2 separate regions of the Xenopus laevis genome follow, and region 2 is linked to region 1. The links are chromatin contacts, called in public Hi-C maps. All regions are on one chromosome and are shown on one strand. The core of a region is the stretch at or near the end of the contact, and the rest is flanking DNA. Distances in the headings are between cores, read along the strand shown.

Region 1 (6,556 bases), core at 1,558-4,057:
GTTAATAGTGCTGCTCCGGCAGAATTCTGCACTGAAATCCATTTCTCAAAAGAGCAAACAGATTTTTTTATATTCAATTTTGAAATCTGACATGGGGCTAGACATATTGTCAATTTCCCAGCTGCCCCAAGTCATGTGACTTGTGCTCTGATAAACTTCAATCACTCTTTACTGCTGTACTGCAAGTTGGGGTGATATCACCCCCTCCCTTTCCCCCCCAGCAGCCAAACAAAAGAACAATGGGAAGGTAACTAGATAATAGCTCCGTAACACAAGATAACAGCTGCTTGGTAGATCTAACACTCAATAGTAAAAACCCATGTCTCACTGAGACACATTCAGTTACATTGAGAAGGAAAAACAGCAGCCTGCCAGAAAGCATTTCTCTCTTAAAGTGCAGGCACAAGTCACATGACCAGGGGCAGCTGGGAAATTGACAAAATGTCTAGCCCCATGTCAGATTTCAAAATTGAATATAAAAAAATGTATCGAAAGTGCAGCCACTGTTCTGGGCTCTCTGCCAAAATGGCTCTTATTTTAATTAAGTTTCAGAAACTTTGTATCATTTTCTGGCATCAGTGAAACACGGGACTGTGGGCTGAGCTGTCAAAATCGAGACTGTGCCAAAGAAAACGGGACAGTTGGGTAAATATGTCTTTGATTTTGTCCTACAACCTTGCTCCATCTCTTATACCATTTGTTTTGTGGGAATATTCAACCCCACAAAAGGAATGGGGCTACATACAGATTGAGTTACGTTAACTGAACCGATACACAGCCTCTACTATTTATCCTCTCAAATAAATGGTGGGCTGCCTGCCCTTGAGCAATGATTTGGGGCAGCTAGGAAACTGACAATATGTCTAGCCCCAAGTCAGATTTCAAAATTGAATAGAAAAAAATCTCTTTTGAGAAATGGATTTCAGTGCAGAAGTCTGCTGGGATTGCACTATTAACTGATGTGTTTTGAAAAAAACAAGTTTTCCGATGACGGGATCCCTTTAAGTAAAAACTGCCCTTTTACATCTCTTGTCTTAAAGCACCATTTTGTGATGGTCTGTGTGCTCCCTCAGAGATCACCTGACCAGAAATAATGCAGCTTTAACTGTAACAGGAAGACGTGTGGAAGCAAAAGACAGAACTCTGTCTCTTAATTGGCTCATGTGACCTAACATGTATGGTTTATTTGGTGTGTTTGTTTGCACAGTGAATCGTACGATCCCAGGGGGTGACCCTTTTTTTGGCAATTTTCTAATTAGGATTACCCAATTGGCACATACTACTAAAAAAGTATATTATTATGAAAATGGTTTATTTACATGAAGCAGGGTTTTACATATGAGCTGTTTTATGCAATATCTTTTTATAGAGACCTACATTGCGAGGGGGTATAGTTTTCCTTTAAGTAATTACTTATGGGACAGTTTACCCAAGAATCCATGATGGAGGCAGAGATGTTGCAAAATGATTTGTTATTACATTTAAATTATTTTGAATAAAGTAATGATTGATTGTGTTGATAGCAGCCCTCCAGTTAAAAATATAATTGTAGTGTTTTACCCGGGTGGGCCGCTGAGTCTTTCCACTTTTTGATCATTCCATTTTAACTAAGGATTCACTTTTCTGTCCATGTTCATATTATCCACAATGAAGTTGTTTATATTTGGAAGAAAGATGGTTATCTTATTTAGATTGAGAACAGTCATCCAGAAAAGAATAGTGACATAGTTTATTCTGCATAAGGGCCACAATCTATCAATCAATCTGTTTAACAGGGTTGGACTCGGCCAGCGGGACACCAGTAAAAAACCCAGGCAGGAGCGGGGAGGGTTTGATGAATAGGCGTGACGATGCAATGCATGATGTGAACAGTACACATTCTGAAGGGAGAGGTGCTACAGGGCTGTTTGTGATCTGACCACAGTTATGATTAGTAGTGTTTATGATACTTTGCAGCAATTTAGCATTTTCTCTCTCAGGGTAAAAAATAAGGCAGAAAATCCTGAAAACCATGCCATGCTTGTAAATTTATAATATGGATTTTTGAGATATTTCATTTTAGATAAAATGTAGTTTGGTAATAAATATTATTTAACTTTAACTATTATTATGCTTATTGGCAATTATAGTGACAAGACGTTTACTTTCATAGCTTAATCCCAAATGAGTGTCTGAATAGCCTCCCCTGTCTTGCAGTAACCCACTGCTTCACCCACTTAGGGATGTGCTGCTATATCAATTGTTCAATTCAGCATCCACTACGTTCCAGTGTTTGCTTGATGGCTGGTCTGCAAGGTTGAATACAATATATCACATTCAAAAAACAACTGAAGTGTGAGTCAGGTGTCCTGATAGCCAGAACACCTGTCCTACAACTCCCAGCAACCCAGTTCAGACCGCCATCAAATGGCGGTCTGAACTGGGTTGCTGGGAGTTGTAGGACAGGTGTTCTGGCTATCAGGACACCTGACTCACACTTCAGTTGTTTTTTGAATGTGCTGCTATATACAGCAATATATATATATATATATATATATATATATATATATATATATATATATATATATATATATATATATATATATATATATATATATATATATATAACCCATAATTAAACAACGCTGTTCTCATAAATGGGTTTGACTGCTGTTTTTTTTACGTTTTACAACACCTCCATCTAGTGGGAAAAAAACATTGATCTTCCCATTCATTCAGTTTAACCAGTCCATGGATCTATGCAGCAGAGATAGAGCTGCCCGTACAAAAACACTGCAGCTCTGGCTAGAGGATCAGGATTGGGTTTGGGTTCTGTACATTACTTTCCATAGTATCCCAGCCAAGGGTATGTGTTATCCCTATCCCACCATGAAATTACACCCTCCCTTTTGGATTTTTTAATTGATCATAAACCCAATAGAATCTCTGTGGGAGTGGATAATAAACTTGTGGTCAGCCACAGCTAGAAGAGCTGCATTTTTAAGTGGATGCGGTTCAGTAACTTGCACTTAGTGGAAGAATGCACCTCTAATTTTTCAAATTATCCAGCGACCTTAAAACAGACCCAGTAAAGCTCCTTGTCAGCTAAGATAGTATAGTATGTCAAACATCACCATTAGTGCAGGATAAGGACTACAAAGTATAGGTAAATTAAGTGGAATGCAGTATACAAATATGAGAAGCAAGGAAAGTATCAAAATGAGATCAACATCAATGGTTTTAAAGGGCATGTAAAGGCAAAAAAATAAAAATCTGATTTTTACTTTTTTTAATGAAAAAGAAACCTGTCTCCAATATACTTTATTAAAAATGTGTACCGTATTTATAAGAAACCCGAAGTATGCAGTGAAATTCTCCTTTCATTTACTGCTGTGGATACAAATTGTCAGACAACCCCTAACTGCTGGGCACGGAAACAATCATACTTAAGAACAGAAGGGGGAGTCTCCGCCTTACTTCCCAGCCATGCAGAACTCAAGCAGCTTTGTTTGTTTCCCTGTAGAACAGTCACCGACTGTGTAGAGATTTGTATTGGATTTTATTTTGGCTTTACAACCCCTTTACTGTTTCCAACTCCAGCTGCAGGGACAAAGATCATAGCACCAGATTTAAACAGATAAAATGGGATTCTATTTAGAGAAATATTTTGCTGCAGCCACTGGTTCTGCAGAGTTGGAGAAAGTTTGAATTAAACAATACAAAAACTATAAAATCCACATTAGATTACTTGACAACACAGGACCCAGTGCAGTCTATATATTCTTATTATCAGTCTTGCTGTATCGGCTTCTAGCAAATATGATTTGACTTGTGCTGTTTTGATAATTTATGACAATCTCTAAGCAGCCCAGACCACAGTGAGCATGTGCACTGTCTTGTAAAGATGTTTAACAAAGTTACAATATGATGACCCCCTGTGGCCAACTTTGAAAGCATAAATCATTTGTTTGATTAGGCTTGTGATGCAATAAGTTCATGTTTATGTTTAGTATACAAAAAAACAGCATTTCTAGCTGTATTCTATTTTAGACTTTACTTCCCTTTAAACTTAATTCTATGTAATTTAATGTACTGTAATTGCTATTGAAAGCATTATTTGCTTGACCCCTTTTATCACAGGTAATGCAGAAGTTAGCATCCCTCTAGTCAAAACATAATTTCCCATAAAGCCTGGTATGTGTCTTCAGGTTTGTTTAGCTGCTAGCTTCTGCAATATTTTAATAGTTAGTACTAGCACTGCAGCTAATAGTCAGGAACAAGGGGCTAGACTGTTTTTGTGCTGAAAGTATAGAGAAATTATTTTCTTTTGGCTTTACATTCCCTTTAAGGTTACTAGATCATATGAAGAAAATCAGTGACACCTCTACTAAATGCACTGAAATCAAACACAATCAGTACTGCCCTTTTAGCTGGATTTTTGTTCCTTGAGGTTTTATGTGATTTTGTAAACAAGGGTCCAATGTCAGCTGAAACATTATAAATGCAATGTATATAATTGAATTGCCATCAACAAATAGAAAAACATGTTGTAACAACTTATCTTTAATTGCAGCCAGTAAAACCATGCCCTGTAAAGGTGAAATGTTTCATATATCTTCCCCTTTCCTGAGATTTCCTGTGCTGACATACACAAACAGTAACTACATGACAGATATTGCAGCAAATACAAGGGGAGGAGAATAGAATTTGGAATTTCCTCCTTCCTTTCTGGGATAATGATAAATCTGGAGGTATAAGAGAAAGCAATCTGCACAAGCTGAGGAGAGCAAATCATTTTCCCTGTTGCCAGCTCATCAAAACTGTGAACAACCTCCAACATGCAGAGCCAGAGAAATTCACTGTACATGATTGGACTTTTTCTGCTTTTATCTCATTGCTTTCCTGAGTCATATGGTAAGAAATAAATATTCCTAATTTATTTGCATTACTGGTGCAATATACACATTCAAGGAAGGCAGGCAGGCAAGAAGGTGCTGTTCACTTAAATGTATATTTGTTTCTGTATGATATTAATAATGAAGCTGCTTTTGTGAAGAACAGGTTACATTTCAGTGAAAATTTACATAGCCAGATTTCCATTGAGCCATACTATAGCCATTTTGTGCAGTGTGCTACATCCATTATCAAGAATGCTCTGAATTACTGGAAGACCATCTCCCACAGAGTAAATTTCAAGCATATAATTAAATTACTTATAATTATTTCCTTTTTCTCTGTAATAGAACAGTATGTTGTGCTGAATGTAAGCTGCATAAATCCATATTTAATGGCACAGGGGTCGTTTTTTCAGTGGCATATATATTTATACTTTAGTGTTTCTACTCTGAAAGTCACTCTGTGTATGTTTAAAGGCTGATCCTGTGTCTATTAGAGCACATGCATAAATGGCAAGAATTGTTGTCAGAGACTGTACGCTTATAAACTAGCAAGGTGAGGTGCACAAACTAAGGGGATGTAGCAACCTCAACATGAGAACCAGGAACAAGCTGTTTAGTCCATCAAACACTCATAAACAGTTTCAAACAAAAGTGGATCAGCGCCTAGGGCAACTGAGAAACCAGATCCAGTATATAATGCAATAAGTTCCAATTAATTTGGATGACACCCTGTGTACACATAAAACTATTCAATGTGTTTTCCTCCAATGACCCTTACTCTCCCTTGCGTGGTACATCAATAATTAATCCTGGCAGCCTCCACCAATCTGGCAGAATTGCCTACTTACAAGACCCAGGATGGGGATATTGCATGTAGTATTTAGCAGGTGTGGGTTCTCCTCCAATAAGAGAATACAGAAATCCCATAGCGTAATACTGTTTAATTGTAAAATATTTTTAAAAATAATTTTTGCACTCACATTTGCTATATGAAGTATATGCTGTATGTCAGTCACATAAAAATGCAAGTCCTTAGCAGGTTGCCGATGTAATACAAGGAGGGATATTTGCTGGCAAAATATTTTTCTCTCTTCCTCTCCTCGTGGCGTTCCCCGCAGCTTGTCGTGATGTCACTTCCGCCTGACGCATTTCACCAAACCAATTGGCTTCCTCAGAGGCATGTGGCTTGTTCTGTATTTCTCTTAAGAAGTGATTGTTGCCATGTCAGCCCCCCTCCTCCAAACCTAGCTTGCGTTCCACCACGATATCTCCTTTGAGTACAACTTCTTGGTATGGAAGGCAGCACATTAGCTTTTCTCCACTGATCTATACACACCAGCGGAGAAAACTATTTGCATGCCATTATCTTAAATCTTTTGAAATAATGTAGTTTATATTGTTATTCATTTATATTGGGTGATCTTTTTTAGTTTTTATCCATTTAGCATCCAGAGCACCCAAATAATATTAACAAAACATAACCTCTAATAGCAATGTGATGTGATCAAGAGGCTGTAAAGTCATGTTTTATATGTATTTGCAGGAGGTTCAGCAATGAGGGAGCTGCGTTGCCAATGTATCACTACTGTATCAACCCCCTTTCATAAAAAACACATTCGTTCCTTGGAAGTTTTTCAAAAGGGTCCTCATTGTCCCAGGGTGGAAGTAATGTAAGTATG
Region 2 (6,556 bases), core at 2,416-4,915, 91 kb before region 1:
GCTAAAATGTCCCTCAAATCCCTGCAGACTTCTGTCCCTCCAATACAGAGCAGTATCAAGCAGATTACTAGCCAGCAAACTTACTATCATCTGTCCCTGAAATCACTAACAGCTCTCCCCCTACACTATCTCTTCCAAGCACACACAGGCAGATTTTTCAGATACATTTTTGCCCTTGATCCCCCTCTGGCATGCCACTGTCCAGGTCGTTGCACCCTTTAAACAACTTTAAAATCATTTTTCTGGCCAGAAATGTCTTTCTAGTGATGAGACAAACGGACCTGCTTCCTCTCTACTTCACTGCTGAATGCCAACTGACTCTCCCTTTGGCGCTCAAACCTTACTCCTCCCACATCTACCCCCCTTTGCTCATGGCCTTGGCAACTCACTGACCTATCCCCGCTCAGTGTACTGGCCTGCTCATGCCGCCCTTCCCCTTAAGCTCTGCTTGTCTCCAGGGCACCCTTTAAATTAACTTTTAGTATGATGTAGAGAGAGACAATTTGCAATTGGTTTTAATTTTTTTATTTGTAGTTTTTGAGTTACATAGTTACATTTAAGTTGGTTTGAAAAAAAGACCATTAAGTCCAACCCCTCCAAATGAAGGTGAACCACTGTGAAGAACCACCTACAATGTCTAGTCTAAAGGGATGGCCTCTGGTCCGATAATACATTTTATGGAAAAATAGATCTCCCGGTAGCGGTCTATAATGCACTCTATTGTACTTATAAAGTGTAATCATGTCCCGTCTCAAGCGTCTTTTCTCCAGTGAAAACAATGCGAACTGTGACAATCTGCTTTCATAGTTTAAATCTTCCATCCCCTTAACCAGTTTAGTTGCACATCTCTGCACTTGATCCAGCATATTTATATCCTGAAGCCCAAAACGTCACTGCATACTCCAGGTGTGGCCTTAGTAGGCAACTTTTTATCTACAAAAACCCTAGATCCTTCTCAATTAAGGAAACCCCCAATACATTTTAGAGTATAACTTGCATTTATATTATTTCTGTCAAAGTGCATAACCTTGAACCTCATTTTGCAGTTTGCTGCCCAGTTTTCTGATCTAGTGGCAACATCCTGCATGGAACTTATAGTTCTGCACAATTTAGTATCAAAAGCAAAAATACAAATTGTACTTTCAATGACCACCTCCAGGTCCTCCACTAACAACACTGGTTCAATTAGAAAATGTTCCATTTACCACTATTCTTTGTAATTTTTACTTCAGGCTAGTTCTCTATCCAAGTACAAATACTATGGTCCAGGCCAAAATTCCTTAATTTAACCAGTAACCTTTTGTGTGGTACTATATTAAATGCTTTAGCAAAGTCCAAGTAGATCACATCCACTGCCATTGCAAAGTCAAGGTTCCTGCTCACCTACTCATAAAAAGCAATTAAATTTGTTTTTAATTTGTATCAATTATGCATAAAACCATGATGGCACAAACTCATAGTATTTGATTTGCAATAAAGTCAACTATCTTGTCCCTTAATACCCCTTCGAAAAGCTTTTCTACCACTGACACCAGACTCACTGGCTTATAGTTTTGAAGTTGAGAACGGGATCCCTTTTTGAATAGCTGCACCACATTAGCAATTTTCCAGTCTCTCTGCACCATACCAGAGCTCAATGAATTCTGAAAAATTAAGTACAGAGATTGGTCAATCACAGAGCTAAGCTCATTAAGTACCCTGGATGAACACCATCTGGTCCTGGACATTCATTAATCTCTGCTTTATTTCTGTTCTCATCAATCAACTGACCCCCTCTGACAGCAATGGTCCCATCCCATCCTGCTTCTTTTACTATTTACATATCTAGAAAAAAATTTGGGTTCATTTTTTTCCTGCAATACCTTTTCCCATATCGATTTTAGCTTGTATGAAAAATGTTTCAGCTGTCCCTGCTAACTTGAACGCCTTAAAAGCACGTCTTTTCTTACCAACCTCGATAACAATAATTCTGTCAAAGGTTTTGCTTTGTAACGCGACGTTCCTTGCTTTCAAGGGGAATATACTGACATGTATATTTATAAAAGTGATAACGACACGTTCCTATAAAAATAGGAATGTGTCGGTATCAGTGAATAGAAGCTGCACGGGAAATATAAGTAGGGATGCACCGAATCCAGGGTTCGGGATTCACCCAGGATTCGGCTGAATCGTATATGCCCGGCCGAACTGAATCCTATTTTGCATATGCAATTTAGGGGTGGGGAGGGAAATCGCGTGACTTTTTGTCACAAAAAAGAAAGTAAAAATGTTTCCCCTTCGCACCCCTAATTATGTTTTCCCCTTCGCACCCCATATGTAAATTGAGATTTAGGTTCGGTTCGGTATTTGGCCAAATCTTTCGCGAAGGATTCGGGGGTTCGTCAAATCCAAAATAGTGGATTTGGTGCATCCCTAAATATAAGAAGCTAAAAGCTCCCTGTGATCCTTAGTAAAGGCTACCCTCCGACACCATTAAATCAATCATCTTCCTGAGTTGTTTCAGTCATACTGGACTGGGGGTGGGGCGATCCCTCCATAGGCTGGAGTCCTGTTTTCATTTTTAATTAGCCTATGGAGGGATCGGGCCTCCTCCTGAAACAACTCAGGAAGATGATTTAATGGTGTTGGAGGGTCGCCATTACTAAGGTTTGCTGGGCTGGGGGCGGCTTTGGGGGGCTTTTAGCTGCTTATATTTCACGTGCAGCTTTTTTCACTGATACCAACACATTCCTATTTTTATAGGAACGTGTCAGTATCGCATTATCTAAAGACATCCCATTTTTCTTCTGTGTTTAACCCTGTGAAAAGCATTTCCCAGTAGATACGCCCTTATAATGACAAAGTTTGCACGTCTAAAGTTTAGTGTTTTTATTTACTCCCTTATAGAATTGCTTCTGCAACAGAATCTCAAAGGAGACCATGTTATGATCACTATTCCCTAAATGATCACCCACACAAATGCTAGAGATGAGTTCAATATTATTAGGTATTACCAGCTTCAAAAGAGAGTCATTCCTAGTAGGTTCTTGAATTAACTGAAATAAAAAGGTGTTATTAAGCAAATTTACAAACCATTATTTAGCATTGTAGTCAGCAGCTCTGCAGTTTGCAGTTTTAGAAATCCGATTGCTATGGTCCAAATAACCCTAGTAACCATGCATTGATTTGAATAAGAGACTGGAAAATGATTAGGAGAGGGTCTGAATATAAATGAGTTACAAAAAGTAGCAATAACAATACATTTGTAAAGAGCATATGTTTTTTCAGATGAACCCCATTTGAAAGCTGAAAAATGTCAGAAGAAAAAGGCAAATAATTAAAATACTAGAAAAAAAGAAAACAACGAACGGCAATTGAAAAGTTGCTTAGAATAAGCCATTCTATAGCATACTAATGGTTAACTTAAATATGAACCAACCATTAAAGGTTAGTTGAAGACCTATAATAATTGTGACATATACTGCTAATATAATGACATATGGCTGACCCCAAAATACAGTAGCCCTCTGCATATAATATGAAGCAAACTGAGTTGATGTTGCAAGATTAATTTCACAAGAAACTGTTACTAAATTTCTAAGGAACATTAAAACTGCATGACCAGATTTGTATATAAATATACTCCCTTTTATAACTGAATATCAGAAGTCACTACAGTGGGGCAGCAAAGCACTGAGGGTGGCTGTATGCTGAATATTTGCTGAAGGAAGGTTTTCATATTTTAAAATGGGTTCTAAAATCATTGCTGCTAGTGTTGCTTTGTGCCTGCTTTACGCTGCTCTTACTCAAGGTAGGTTATGTTAAATTGTAGTTGATCTTAAGTAATCCTCCAGAATAATACATTTAGGTTTAATTTTTGTACCTTTGGAGCAGCTCTGCAGTATTTTGCTTTTACTAAATATTAGGAGCGGTTTAGACAGACTGATTTCTGTATCTGAAGATGAATAATTACAAACCCTTGTGGTTCATGGATTTTCACATGAAATGATTTTTGTTCTAGCTATGACACTGTCAGGAACAGGGCTGAAGCCAAACTGTCGGTGTCTGGAGACTTTCTCTAAATTCATCCATCCTCAATTCCGCTTAAATGAGGAGCTCAACAATGAATGTGATAATATAGAAGTTATGTAAGTATTGCACTTTAACTATGCATGCCAATTACAAAGAATAATAAAACATATTGAGGGGAACTCATCCCCACTGAGAATACCCAGAATGGATTTATGATGCACACAATATGAAATGCTGCATGTACCGCTATTAATCAGAACTGATATAACATCTTTTTATCTGGCTGTTTGATAAAAACAGCCAGATAAAAGCGCATCCTGTATCCTACAGGTATCATAATAGCAATAGTGTTATACTAGCAAGATAGGATCAATCTCTAGTACAGTATGTATTTATTGTTAATGATTGTTGCAATTATACCCATTTCTGCTCCATGGTGTTTCCTTTTATTTATACAGTGAATTTATTACAGGTTAATGGTGGTCATGTTATTGGATTTAAAACCCTTTTTCTTTTATCTTTAGAATCACTGTTACAACAGGAATAAGTGTGTGTGTGGATCCCTCAGCACCATGGGTTCAAGGGATTATCAAGAAAAATTCTCTACAAGCAGGTTTGTCATATATAAGACTAATGCAAATAACAGAAAACATTATCATATATTTCTTGTACCTGTTGTTCATCAGAGCAAGACAGAAAAATAGAGAAAATAAAAAATTTAAATCATCATTGTTTTTCTACAAAACAATTAAAAAATGAGGGCAGCAACATGCAGACACCTATCCATATTTTGCGAGATGGTGCTCACTGTATGGCACTTCTATATGTCAATAAGCAGTGGTAGTGGGCAATTGTGAACCAACTGAAAAGCACCCACACTACACTACACTACTACAATTCCATCCATCAATATGTGATGGACATGTAACAGAAAATCGAATTTAAACTTACGGCAAGGATATAAATTATTGGCTCACAGTTATGACATGACCATGGTCTATGAACCAAAATAGATGGTGCCCCCTTTACATGATTTTAAAATGTTCTGGAAGCCCAACCCCTAGTGATGATCCAGCTTGGTAACCTTAAACCCTGACATGGCCACCTATCCCCATAGTAATTGGCACCTTCTTTATCTATTTTAGAAATAATCATTTATTTGAAACCAACAATGCCTTTGGGTTACTAACCAAAGTTGCTCAGGTTTTGAGCTTCAAGATTCTAAACTATATACATAATGAACTTTTTCTTTAAAATAACTAGTGAAATTTAGCTGTGAATGTTTTTTTTTCTATTGTAGGCAACAGAGATAAGTAAGACAAAGAAGAAGAGCAAGTCTTCGAAAGAAGAAGATACAAATGCTGAGAATATTTGCTATTTACACAAGAATACAAGTACAAGAAAACATGCCACTGTTTTTTCTTTTCTTACCTCTGCCTATTTAACTTTCTTATCCTACTTTTACTTTATTTGATCATTATCTCTCGATGCTGTAGCAAAGATAACAACAAGAAATGTCAATTCAGTTGTAACAATATTTTTTTACTGCAAATACATTTTGTTCAACCACTTGTAAATTAATTAACTATTCAATAAAATTACAGCTGCAATATATACTTTTGTGTTCTAATTGTAGTTTTAATGGCACTACAAGATTTGCCTTAATGCAGAGTTGGTTGATGGTCATTGTCCCGGGTGGGAGGAGCATTTTCATTTTACCTGACCACAACTCTAGTTAATTGAAGGGATGTGGGGATCACAGGTAGGGCTCATTTTTAAATGACCCCAACACTATCTAGGTAAAGGGTATTAGGGCATAGCAAGGTCTTGATGTTATCTATACTGCACATATTTTCATAACACATTTATACCATATAAATAGACAGACCAATAGATAGATAGATAGATAGATAGATAGATAGATAGATAGATAGTGTCAGACTGGGGGGTCCGGGCACACCAGGACACGTGATGTTTTGAGCATCATTGTACTTAGACATAAAAAAGTGGCAAGCAGTGATTCCACTTTATTTTTTTGGCGAGGAATATTTACAATTTATGCCCTGTCCATGTTTATACATCGCTTTTTTCCAGCTATTGCAGGTTTTTTGCCAAAGTTGCTTAGTGTATCAAAAATTGGAAAATGAACATGTTTTCTTATGTGCACATAGATATTGTTCATGCTGAGAGTAAGTATCATGGCCCAGTGCAATTAACATTTATTTTGTGGATCAAACATTTTCTAATTATAGTCATAAAAATGGAATTCATTTGTTTGAATCTGGATTAGAGATGCCGTGTAAACCAAACCAGATGTTTTCAGGGGGAGAGCGCATCCAAAGTTGTGTCTTTCATTAAAATGTTTTTGCCCTGTGACAAAATTGTGGGCTCAAGTCAGAGTGAACCTAGTAATTTGCTATACTCCAAACAATTTGCAAATGTGGCACGACCTTGAGAGAAATAAAAACATTTTAACTTTCTATAATGAATGAAAATTCCAGGCATTAATAATATGTTCTTCACAGAACTTCATCTACATAAATAA

Evidence for each region. A called contact is a pair of places that touch in the nucleus more often than the background predicts.
Region 2: a contact with region 1 is called in a Hi-C map of the XTC cell line, with 3 times the contacts expected there. The contact joins the promoter of LOC108711093 here to the enhancer-like site in region 1. A contact is called at or near these places in 2 of 4 Hi-C or Micro-C datasets (the XTC cell line and animal cap).

Annotation. Positions count from the first base shown.
Region 1 is chr1L:85,306,837-85,313,392 of Xenopus_laevis_v10.1, reverse strand. It overlaps cxcl2.L (interleukin-8), which reads left to right. Exons shown (of 5, transcript XM_041591005.1): 2 at 4,553-4,893; 3 at 6,421-6,547. The coding sequence starts at 4,818. Among protein-coding and RNA genes, the nearest start is that of cxcl2.L, 6.8 kb to the left of the region's middle. Within about 2 kb of position 2,807, at least 1 of the 7 cell types and tissues checked has an H3K27ac peak or open chromatin away from gene starts, as enhancers often do.
Region 2 is chr1L:85,398,521-85,405,076 of Xenopus_laevis_v10.1, reverse strand. LOC108711093 (interleukin-8) reads left to right here and starts at 3,665. Exons shown (of 4, transcript XM_041591027.1): 1 at 3,665-3,790; 2 at 4,001-4,127; 3 at 4,536-4,624; 4 at 5,312-6,556. The coding sequence starts at 3,727. The coding sequence ends at 5,328.